Regions from separate parts of the Mus musculus genome. Here region 1 is linked to region 2. A link is a contact called in public HiChIP or PLAC-seq data. All regions are on one chromosome and are shown on one strand. The core of a region is the stretch at or near the end of the contact, and the rest is flanking DNA. Distances in the headings are between cores, read along the strand shown.

Region 1 (5,645 bases), core at 2,556-5,055, 130 kb after region 2:
TGTATGTGTGTGTGTGTGTGTGTGTGTGTGTGTATGTGAGTGAATGAGTCTGTGTGGGATGTGTGTGGTATATAAGTGAGTATATATGTGTGAGTGGGCATGTGATATATGTGTGTGTGGTGTGTGGGTGTGGTGTGGGAGTGTATGACAGAGATAGAGGACAGTGGGAGCAGAAGAGGAGTAGGTGAGATGCTACTCTGTCCACTCTCACAGCCCAGGGACATGACCTGCAGAGGAAGGCCCATGCACCTGCCACCAGGCATCGAAGACCTCAAGGCCATTCTCCGGTGAACCCAGGGGTGACAGACTGAACAGTGAATTGCCAAGACCGAGGGCTGATCTGCTCTACAGATGTCTCCTGCAGACTCCAAAGCATTCTATAACCTATTCTAACCACGGGTAAGTGAGTTATCCAGCTGTTGGTCTTGGGGATTCAGCAGGCAAGCATATGCCACTTTTATGTTCCCTTGAAGGCCACATGTGTCCACAGGCCTAGGTCTAGCCCAGGCAGCCAACAGCTTGAGATAGGCCTCTCCTTCCCTCTGATTAGACCTGATAGGGGAGGCCCCTCTTCAGCCTTGTGAAGGGAATCAAAGCTGGCCGGTCCCTACCAACGTTCACTGAAGTCTCTTGCCCAGCAGCTCTGTGCGGGCTGTGGTGCTTCTGTGCCCTCTGCCCCTGGCACAGCATGAGGCCGGCAGCTGATTCAGCGCATTGTCTGGAGACCCAGCATGGTGCCATCTCTGCTGACTTTCATCTCTATTGGCTAAGAATCCTTGCCAACAGGGCCTCTGAAATGAGGGAGGCACACACGGATCTGCCCGGGAACGTGTGCTACAAGGTTAAGCGTGTTTGCCCAGGCGAGGTGGGTAATGCTCTTATCATGTATGACCTTTACAATATGTGGAATACTGTCCGGGACAAAATCACCACTATTAAGATGGTTTCCACACCAGGGTACCAGCCATTAATCACCATGCATGTGAGTGGCTGTGGGCGCTGCCTGAGAAGCCTTGAGTCCCACAGTATATGCCAGCCTGCTGCTGGCTCTTCAAGTCTCACCCCCTTATGATCTTTAGGTCCTGTGGTCTCATATCATTCTGATATCCCAAAATTCCAGCATCACTAGAATTCTAGCATACCTGTACCCATATATCCTGACATCCTGGCATCCCTGAATCCGGGATTCTCATTTCTTTCTATCATAGCATCCCTATATGCCAGCATCCCCAGAGTTCTAGCATACAAACACCCACATATCCTGACACTCTGGCATCCCTGAATCCAGCATCCCCATTTCTCTTTATCACAGCATCCCTAGATCCCAGTATCCCTGTGTCCAAGTACCCCTGTGTCCCCAGCACCCTTGTGTCCTGGTATCCCAGCATCTCTGTATCCCTGCACCCGGGCATTCCTGTATGGTCATATTCCTGAATCCTGGCAGACCAGCATCCTAGGATCCCAGCCCGTCTCCCCAGTAATTCAGGGGAAGAGCTGCCTTCTCGGTGTCCTTGGCCAGAGGCTCCTTATTCTAAGGTTTCTTTGTGTCCCTGGCACTGATAAATAATATGTCCCTGATGCCTATGCTGAGCCTGCATAATTTAGCATTGACCAATGGCATCTGTGACACAGAGACCAGCCAGTCCTTCTCCTGGACGTCCTGTAGATGTTTTTCAGGGGAGTTGACTGGCACTAGGCTGACCTGCTCCTGCCTCAACATTTACCTGCTTCTCGGAGCTTAATTGAAGAAATGTCAAGCTATTGAGTTCAGAATCTGAGCACCCACCAGGGCACTGCCCGATGTCACCCAGCCTACAGCTGCCCAACCCTAGAAAGCACACCACCCAGAACTCCTGAGACCTCGAGATGGGGTGGGGGTGGGGGTGTCGGTCGAACCTCATCTCCCTGTATACACCAATTTCAAAAGCTGGATGCATAAGCACACCAGAAAATCACCTTACTGGGGCTGGTGAGATGGCTCAGTGGGTAAGAGCACCCGACTGTTCTTCCGAAGGTCCGGAGTTCAAATCCCAGCAACCACATGGTGGCTCACAACCATCTGTAATGAGATCTGACTCCCTCTTCTGGAGTGTCTGAAGACAGCTACAGTGTTCTTACATGTAATAATAAATAAATCTTTAAAAAAAAAAAAAAGAAAATTACCTTACTGGCAACCCTCGTACTAGCTACCTGACACCCATAGGCACAAATGAATAAAATAAAATATGCTTCAGATATATTGAGTAAAATTTAAAGTGGGATTACACTTAACCCCATCTCTTCTTTTATTCCATTTGAGGCTGGGAGATGGGCAGCTGACCGTGCACTTCCTGCTCTGTGGACCAGGCTGCACCTCATGCAGATGCCTGCCCTGTGTGTGGGGGAGCTGCATGGAGCACAGAAAAAGCCCACTGGTGCCCTAGCAGACAGAGTGCCCCCAACCTCGTGGGGATAAGGACACGGTTCACAGAAGCTCTGGCATGCTAGCAACCTTTGGTGACTGTTTGTGTTCTCCAGGCCTGACTCTCAGACAAGGACAGGCTGTGACATGCGCACACACCTCCTCCATTGTATTTCTTGACACTTAGCCATGTTCTTAGAGACAGTCTGACCAACTGACAGGCAGACAGACGGACAGACAAGCAGCAAGGGCACCTCCACATCACCTTTTTCAAGATTATTAGTGGCCTTAGCAGGGAGTTGGCAGTGGGCACTCCCCACAACAGATAGGCAGCAGTACCCACTGAGCCTGGTGAGCCTGGGGGTGCTCCCCTCCTCTCCCCTCCTCTCCCCTCCTCTCCCCTCCTCTCCCCTCCTCTCCCCTCCCTCTCCAGCATTTGGATACACAGATTTGTCCCAGGCTACATCTTAGAATTGCCACCAAGGACGGTCTACTCTGGATCCCAGGAGTTTCTTGGTACATACTGGGTGACCTCTGAGCCATGTGCAACAATAACCAAATGTCCCTTCCTGTCTACAAACAGAGTGGAAGCATTGGTTCCACTCTGGCCACATAATGGATTTCTCCAACCCAGCCAGCCTGGATCTATCTCACAAACACTTGAAAGTGAGAGGGACTCCAGGCTGAGATGGATGCAGAGGGTTGAGGATCACTGCTTCCGGTCGGTCGGTCGCTGCCACTCCCAGGCACTGAATGTCTCTGTCTGTTCCTGCTTGGCAGGCTCTGTGCTGGGTGCTTTGACACATGGGCACACTGCCCACTGCAGATACCTCCGTGAGGGATACGAGGCAGCCCGGGCTGTCTTCAGGCATTGTGCCCAGTGTGGAGGCTTAGGAAGGCGTTTTCAGATGGAGGCAGGAACTGGGCCGACACCCTGTGCTTGGAAGAGGTGGGAAGTGGGTGCCACTGTGTTAAAGGGTTTTAAAGCTAAGCACATGGAACAGGGGAGGACATGCCAGACCTGTGTGGCTCCGAGGTGGGTGGAGGGTGGGAGGGCTCACTGTGGCTGGTGCTTGGTAAAGTTCGAGACAGGCTGGAGAGATGGGGTTAAGGAAGGCAGGAGGCACCCTGGCCACCACACTCTGCTTGTTCTCCATAAGCAGTGGGAGCTACAGGACTCTGAATAGGGAATGAGCCACACTTAACTTCTCTACAAATTGATCTGGCAGACAGAGAGACAGGGTGTAAAATGGCTAACACCAAAGGGACAGTTGGCAGCCTGAACTAGGAGGACACTGAAAGAGTGTGTGAGATGTGCTCATTGACACATCAGACATGGGGATCTGGGAAGAGCCAGCACTCTGTCCTCCACGTGGTAGCTTCAATAGCCACAGCTGGGTCTCTGTGGATCCTGGAGACAGAGCTTCTGTCAATGAGATTAACACATCTCTGGACCAGGGCAGCCCTTCAGTATCCAAGTTCCCACTGACCTCTAGCTGGCTGTCAGGACAGCCCAGGGCAGCAAAGGGAAGCCACTGCTGACTGAGACGGCAGGTCAACCCCAGCTAACTGGCTAAATAAAGCCAGAGTGGTAATAATGATTAAATTGAAGCACCTCATTAATTTCACGGGAGAGGTGGGCAAACACAAGGTGACACGTTCCCCCCAAGACTCATTGTTTGCCTGGCCCCAAGACGTCCCCACGTGATGTCTGGTTAAGTCTAATTTAAGTACGTATATTTAATGGCTCAGTAAGTAAAATTGTGGTTATTGTTTGGAGTGGTTTGTACAATAATTTATGGGCTTGGCTGGCTCATTGATGGGTGTCTATGATGAAGTGGGTGGCAGCTGTGAAGAGGGCTTCTGAGCAGCTTGGGGAAGGAGGGAAGACTGATTCAACCCCAGTGTGCAGACCAGCGAGAGAAGACTGCCCCCAACCTGGAGACACCAGGGCCTCGTGTGTGGCCTTGGACATCCCAGAAGACCCAGAGGGTCTTAGCTCTCAATAACCACAACCTGTCCTGAGTGAGCCAGGGGAGCCAGAGTGCTGGCCTACTATGTGTGAGACCCTGGGCTCAATCCCCAGCATCCTGGTAGCTCATCCCTATAATCCCAGAACCCAGGAGGGGCAAATAGAAGGATCAGAAGTTCTAAGTCCTCTTTGGTTACAGAGTAAATTTTAGGTTAGAGACCCTGCATCATAAAGAAGGAAGTGGGGAGGAAGAGGGCCAGGGGAAGGAAGGGGGAAGGAAGGGGGAGGGGAGGGGAAGAGGAGGGGGCAAGGAGAGGGAAAGAAGGAGGGAGAGGGGACAAAGAGAGGGGAGAGGAAGGGGAGGGACCAGGGAGAGGGAAAGGGGGAAGGAGCGGAGAGGGGAGGGGGAGGGGACAGGGAGGGAGGAAGGGGAAGAGGGGAGGAGGAGGAGGAGGAGCCTCTGGGATGGAGCATCATAAGCAGGCACAATTCCAGGTACTTTCCATGCACTTGTGCCTGTAGCCAGCATGATTCATCCCCACCAGCTCTGACCAGCTCTGCACTCTGCCTTGCCCTTCCAGCAGTTTCCTAGTCTCCAGCACAATCCCTGCCCTGAACACTTTTCCTGAGAGAGTCTGAGAGAGCACGGCCAACCAGTTCTGATCCAGGACCCTGGATCAGAGGTGGGCCCTGGGGTCTGTGGAGGAGGATGACGGATATCTAGTTCATCCACCTCACAAGGATGAGGCTGAAAGTGGGGTAGAAAGAGAAGCATTGTTGGCTGCCCTTGGGCTAATGCTGTCTTGGCCAATAGTGATCTGAGTCCTGGGGCTTCCTGCAGACCAAAAGAGGTGGAGTCTGATGCTGATGGGGTGGAGTCTGATGCTGATGGGGTGGAGTCTGATGCTGATGGGGTGGAGTCTGATGCTGATGGGGTGGAGTCTGATGCTGATGGGGTGATCCCTTCCAGCCTCCATGTCTAGAAGGAGCTGCTAAGGACCCCACTGAGCCCCTCCTCGGTCTGAGTCTGGCTCAGTAATACACCATTTCCATCCCTACCCTTCTCCCCACCCCTCCCCTTCCAGTGATTGTCCCTAAGAGGGTAGCTCTAAATAAGCGTGGCTACCTCTCCATTATCCACGGTGGAAGAAGCACTTTGTAGATAATCTAAAGCTATTTCCCGCTTCCAGACCAGCATTGCTGTGCCCACAAAATCCTCCCTGCTCCCCCATCCAAACGGGGACACCCGAAGGAGATGCCGGCTTGTCTGCA
Region 2 (5,043 bases), core at 815-3,314:
AGGGAGTCCCCAGTAAGCTAAGGCTCGCCAGAGTTTTACAAGACAAGCGGTTTGTTCTGCCACAGGCTCCCACAATTCTCCCTGGCATCCCCAACAGAGGCCTAAAAGCCATGTGCCTACCTCATCAGGAAATAGAAAGCTCTGTGAACCAGTAACCCTCACAAAGCTCAAGTCCACAGAGATGACACCCTGGGGACCAAGCCATGCACGTGCACACACACACACACACACACACACACACACACACACACACACGCCTCTGCAGGACACAGAGCCCAAACTCTAGCTGTTTCCTTTTATGGACATGAAGGAGGTTTAGAGGGCTGGGATGGTAGTTTTGTGGTAGAAGGCTTGCCTTGTGTAGCAAAGGCCCTCAGTTCTGTCCCTAGCACCAAGAAAAGAAAGATCTAGAACAAGATAGAGATTTTGGTTGCCCAACATTGTGAGTGAGCTAAATGGCATTGAATTGCTATTTTCAATTGTGTTTGTTTATTTTTGGTTGTATTGTTTGTTGGTTTGTTTGTTTGTTTGTTAAGGACTTGCTTCGTACTCTTGGCTAACCTGGAACCCTTGGAAACCTGCCTGCCTCTGCCTCCCGGTGCCTAGCTAAAATGGTCGTTTTTAATGCCATGCTATTTTTGCCTCTATATAGACATATGTGCATATCTGAAACTCCATAGGACCTGGGGAAGGGCTCCGAGAGGGAGAACTGGGGTGAAGGATAAAGAGGGGTAGCTTTCTCTTCTTGCTTTCTGTAGCTCAGCAGTAGAGGTCGGAGAACACTCGCCCACACACACACTCCCAGTCACCTTGGGTATGTCTGGACAGCCCAAAAACCAGGCCTCCATGTCTTCCCCTCTGACACCCATTGTCACTCAACTGACCAGGTCCTGTCACCCAGAGGCAATGCTGTATACATAAAGTACTGCTGACCTGGCAGCCAGATCACAGGACACTCCAGGAGGCCTTGTGCAGGGGAGGCTCATGGGCCTCATCCCTGCCTGGCCTCCCCTCTGTGACCCAACTGGCTTTGCCTGGCTCGTCCCTTATATAGCTCCTTAGTTGGCATTGCCTGTGGCCTAGCAAGGCTGCCTGGGTGCTAGGGTCCTGCTTGGGTCTTCCAGGGCTGTTCCCCCACTAACTCTCCTAACCCCAACTCTCCCAGAGCTCCTTGGCTGCCTTCATTCCACTGTGGCCTGGTCCTGAGGACTTGGCTACTGCATCCTGTCCCTGTCTGGACTCTATGGTACCCAGGCCCAGAGGTAGTGCCAACCAAACCTGCCTCCCTGATTTACCTGGGGTCCAGCAGTCCCAGCCTACACTTACTCCAGTTGTCTAACTTGGCTAGGGAGTGGCTTGGCAGGGACCCTTTACTTGGGTGGTAAAGGAACACTAGGGGATTCCCAGGGCAGGGTGAGATGAGCTGATCTCTCCGTGTATGTATTCTGTGCGGCAAGCGGGTGGGAGGGGGTAAGGGTGGGGGATGGGTGGAGGTGGCCGGTTAGTTCAGCAGGCTCCTGCAAGGACTAAAATTGCCCTTGACCCTCCCTTCTGTCCTCGTCCATTAGCCCCCAGAGCCCTGCAGCCTGCACTCTTTCCTCTTGTGGAGCAGATCCTTCCTCCATCGTGCAAGACCTCTGCTTTGATTATTCAGGGGTAAACCAAACCTCTGGCCTGGCCTGGACCCAGGAAGAGAAGCCGTTTTATGAAGAAGGTTTCAAGCCCAAAAAACAAACTGTCCCTAATTCAGAGAAATCTCCCTGGACATAGTGGTTCTCAAGGGCCCTTGCATTAGCCCTTCTAGAAAGCAGAGAGTCCCCACGATTAACACCCTCCCCTAGCACCCCCCCAGGATCCTGGCTGGGTGTGTGGAGCCTGCTCCAACCCCCACCATAGCCATGGGACACCCCCCCCTACCCCCCCCTCCGGCGCGCGCGTGCGAGCAGTAATCCTCCTGAAGAGAGGATAATTAATTCAAACAGACCCTCATCCATCCCAGGCTGGGCCCTTTGACAAGGCAGAGGCGGGAGGCACAGGCAGAGCGCTGCTCAGAAGTCTGGCAGGCTAATCCAGGGCTCAGGGCGAGCTTGTTCCGGCCCTAATGAGACTCCCGGGCATCAGCCAGGCCTGCTTTGTCTCTGGCGGATGGGGAAGAGGGCGAGACCAACTTTATTTCCGAATCTGGATTGACTCACAGAAGTAGCATCGCGCTTGAAGGGCACCCCATCTATCTGTGGCCCTCGCTGCATGAAATTGTATTGGCTCGCCACTTGCTATCTGGCTGGGCGCAGCTGGGCCGTAAGTCATCGGCGATAACGTTCTTTATTATGCCGCCGTGTTTATGAACTGTGCCTGCAAGGGAGATGATAGAAATATGCAGCCGTATGCAAAGGCGGACGGGAGGGGGAGGGGGAGCATATGCTAGTTGCTAGGGCAACCATGGGGCTATTTTGGGCATCGGATTTTTTTTTTTTTTTTTCCTCTCCTGGTGATAAAAACCATTTTCTTGGGCTGGCTGGCCTCTCCCCTCCCCCTTCCTGAATTGAATATTTAGGAAAGGAGTGGCTTAATTTCTTAATTAAACATTATGCTATCCCCCCTCCCTTGCCTCCTTTCAAAATGGACGGCAAAATAGAAGGGTGTTGATACGTGCTCTTGAGTAGAAGGGGAGGCAGCGTCCTGATGGAGAGGTGTGAATAATTCACTAATCTTTGCTGATCCCCGCCGCCTCCCTCTCCACACACCCCCCCCCCTTTTCCCGCCACCGACTTAACTGTGATAAACTCCCCCACTTCTAGACCTTAGCTTATTCGCAGACGCTCCAGGTGTTTGTAAGCAAGAGGAATGCGGATGAACTCCGGAAGGGGGGAGGCGCCAGGAAGGGTACCATCATCCGTGGGCACCAGCATCCCTGAGAAACAAAAGCCAGGGCGATGAAGGGTACCCACCCTTCTCCTTCTCCTCCACCCTTGACTCAGATTGCCCTGTGGGGGTGGGGGAGGGGAAACCTGAACTGATTAACCTGGTCAACTCCTTGCCCAGCTCCAGCTGCCGGTGAGGCTGATGGCTTTCTGGCTCTGGGTCTATGTCATCTCCCATAGTAAGAAGGGTACCCAACTGGCAGTTGCATGGGGACTTGGTGGCAGTGCAAAATCAGGTGCCTGCTACACAGTGTGGGTCAGAAGCTGGAGCTGGGTTTGGACCGTTTCAGTGAAGTGCCTGAGGAAGGATGATGGCGCTGCGCACATAGGGATCCCACTGCCCGGACCCTCAGCATCCTGTTACTCTATGCTGTTAGATCTCTGTCTTAGAGATGTGGGTGCGCGGGAAGTTAACACAGCTGGGGGTGCAGCCTTCAAACGCTCCTCCCAGCCTCTACCCATCCTTTGCCTGCTACCCACCTGCCTACCCCTGGCATGTTCTGGGTGGGGAAGCAAAGGAAACGGGATATTGTGGTGCTCGGTACCATGATGAGGCTGGGGATAGGTGTGCCCATGAGTCCTTTTCCTTTTTGGTGTTCAGTTTTCCTATTCTGTTTACCCTGCCCAGACATTCCATCTGGGACAGGTAAGATGCTGGGGACAACCAGGCAACCCCTCCCCTGCCCCCTTGTCTACTCTGATGTCAGATCTAACACTTTCACCTGGGTCTGGAAGCATCTTACAGGGCCCAGTGGGTTCTGGAAGATTCCCTGGGTGTTGTAGTGGGTGGAACGGAATCTACCTGCCTATGGTACGCGCTTGCTGTGTGGTGGGAACGGACCTGTGCCATCAAAGCACCGTCTCTGCCTTTAAAAGATTTATGTCTTACGCGTGGGTGTTTCGCTTGCCTGTTTGTGTGCATGTGCACCACACACGTGCCTGGCTCCAGGGAGGTCAAAAGAGGACACCAGGCTGCTTGGAACTGAAGTTACAAAGCTTTGTCAGCCACCTGAGATGGGTGCTGGGGCCCGAACCAGCTCCTCAGGAAGAGCAGTCAGTGCTCTTAACCACAGAGTCATCTCTCCAGCCCCTACGCTTTGTTTATAAAACAAACATTTGATTGCACATTATCCAAGGAATATCTATGTGTATAGAGGGGGGAAAAACCCCAGAAACTATAGAAAAGCCTAGAAGAGCAAACTCATTATCTCTGCTTTTCTTTCCCTGCCTGGAAAGGAAAGATGCTCTCTTTTCTGCCTTTTTATTCTTGTTTATTTTTACAAACTTGAAATCACATTGTATCTTGCTCCCCCCTCCCCGCTCCCCCCACCCACCCCGCTCACACTGGAATTCTATTCCTTAAATACCTCCCAACGTATATGTCTATTTCCCTTTAGTGGCTGCATCCCAGTGAGACATTTTGCGTGTGAATAAATTATTTTCCATGTCTTTCTCAGGCTGTGCAAGTGGCAGCTTGTGATTTCGGCACAAACGGAAGCCCTGCACTTGGAGCCTGCCAGGCAGGGGTGAGCTCCTTTGTCCGTGAGCTCCTTTGTCTTTGGAGCCTGCCTGGCACTGGAGCCAAGGCTGGGATGAGGAGAAGTCGGTCAGTCAGCCAGCAGAGACTGAAGTTAGCTTCTGCCGTGGCATTCAGGGATAACAGACCAAATGCTCCTCCTGCCCCAGGACAGCTGGCAGCATTTGGCATCGTGGGCTGTGTGTGTGTGGGGGGGGGAGTGGGGAGCAAGAGTAAAGCTTCCTGGGAATTAATTGAGCTGGAGCTGTCAGAGGAGCCAGTGGGCTGGGCTGGGCTTGGGTTCTGACCACCCAGAGCCAATCTAGGCTGCTCTGAGAGCTGCCTTTTGCTTAGGGGGACCTGCAGGCAATGTCCTTCCTGGTGCCATGGAGAGAAACAGGGCTGGTGTGGAGTCCCAGGAGACAGTTGGGCTGTTTCTTTCCCTCTAATTTGGGTCCACACACTTGTGCAATATGAAGAATGTCATGACATCACCTGGTGGTTCCAATGACACACTTAGCAGTTCATTTTCCTTTGCTGACTACCCTTTCTTCTTTAGTAAAGATTTTATTGTTTTTTGCTTTTTGGATTTATTTATTTATTTAT

What was found. HiChIP or PLAC-seq counts read pairs in DNA pulled down with a chosen protein or histone mark.
Region 1: a contact with region 2 is called in an H3K4me3 HiChIP or PLAC-seq map of forebrain, with 4 times the contacts expected there. The contact joins two enhancer-like sites. A contact is called at or near these places in 5 of 484 Hi-C or Micro-C datasets (the N1E-115 cell line, cerebral cortex, embryonic stem cells and 1 more), 8 of 115 datasets of contacts at active chromatin or transcription factors (craniofacial prominence, embryonic basal ganglia, embryonic forebrain and 5 more) and 1 of 9 other capture datasets (embryonic stem cells).

Annotation. Positions count from the first base shown.
Region 1 is chr11:117,531,871-117,537,515 of GRCm38.p6, forward strand. It overlaps Gm11734 (predicted gene 11734), which reads left to right. Exons shown (of 7, transcript NR_167774.1): 5 at 214-399; 6 at 642-865; 7 at 2,015-2,249. Among named protein-coding and RNA genes, the nearest start is that of Gm11734, 12 kb to the left of the region's middle. Within about 2 kb of position 3,806, at least 106 of the 459 cell types and tissues checked have an H3K27ac peak or open chromatin away from gene starts, as enhancers often do. A contact at or near this core is called in the N1E-115 cell line, cerebral cortex, forebrain and 1 more, where this site is marked.
Region 2 is chr11:117,405,692-117,410,734 of GRCm38.p6, forward strand. Gm34128 (a long non-coding RNA gene) reads right to left here. Exons shown (of 3, transcript XR_880326.2): 2 at 2,801-2,911; 3 at 2,147-2,352. Among named protein-coding and RNA genes, the nearest start is that of Gm34128, 3.1 kb to the right of the region's middle. Within about 2 kb of position 2,065, at least 106 of the 459 cell types and tissues checked have an H3K27ac peak or open chromatin away from gene starts, as enhancers often do. A contact at or near this core is called in the N1E-115 cell line, cerebral cortex, forebrain and 1 more, where this site is marked.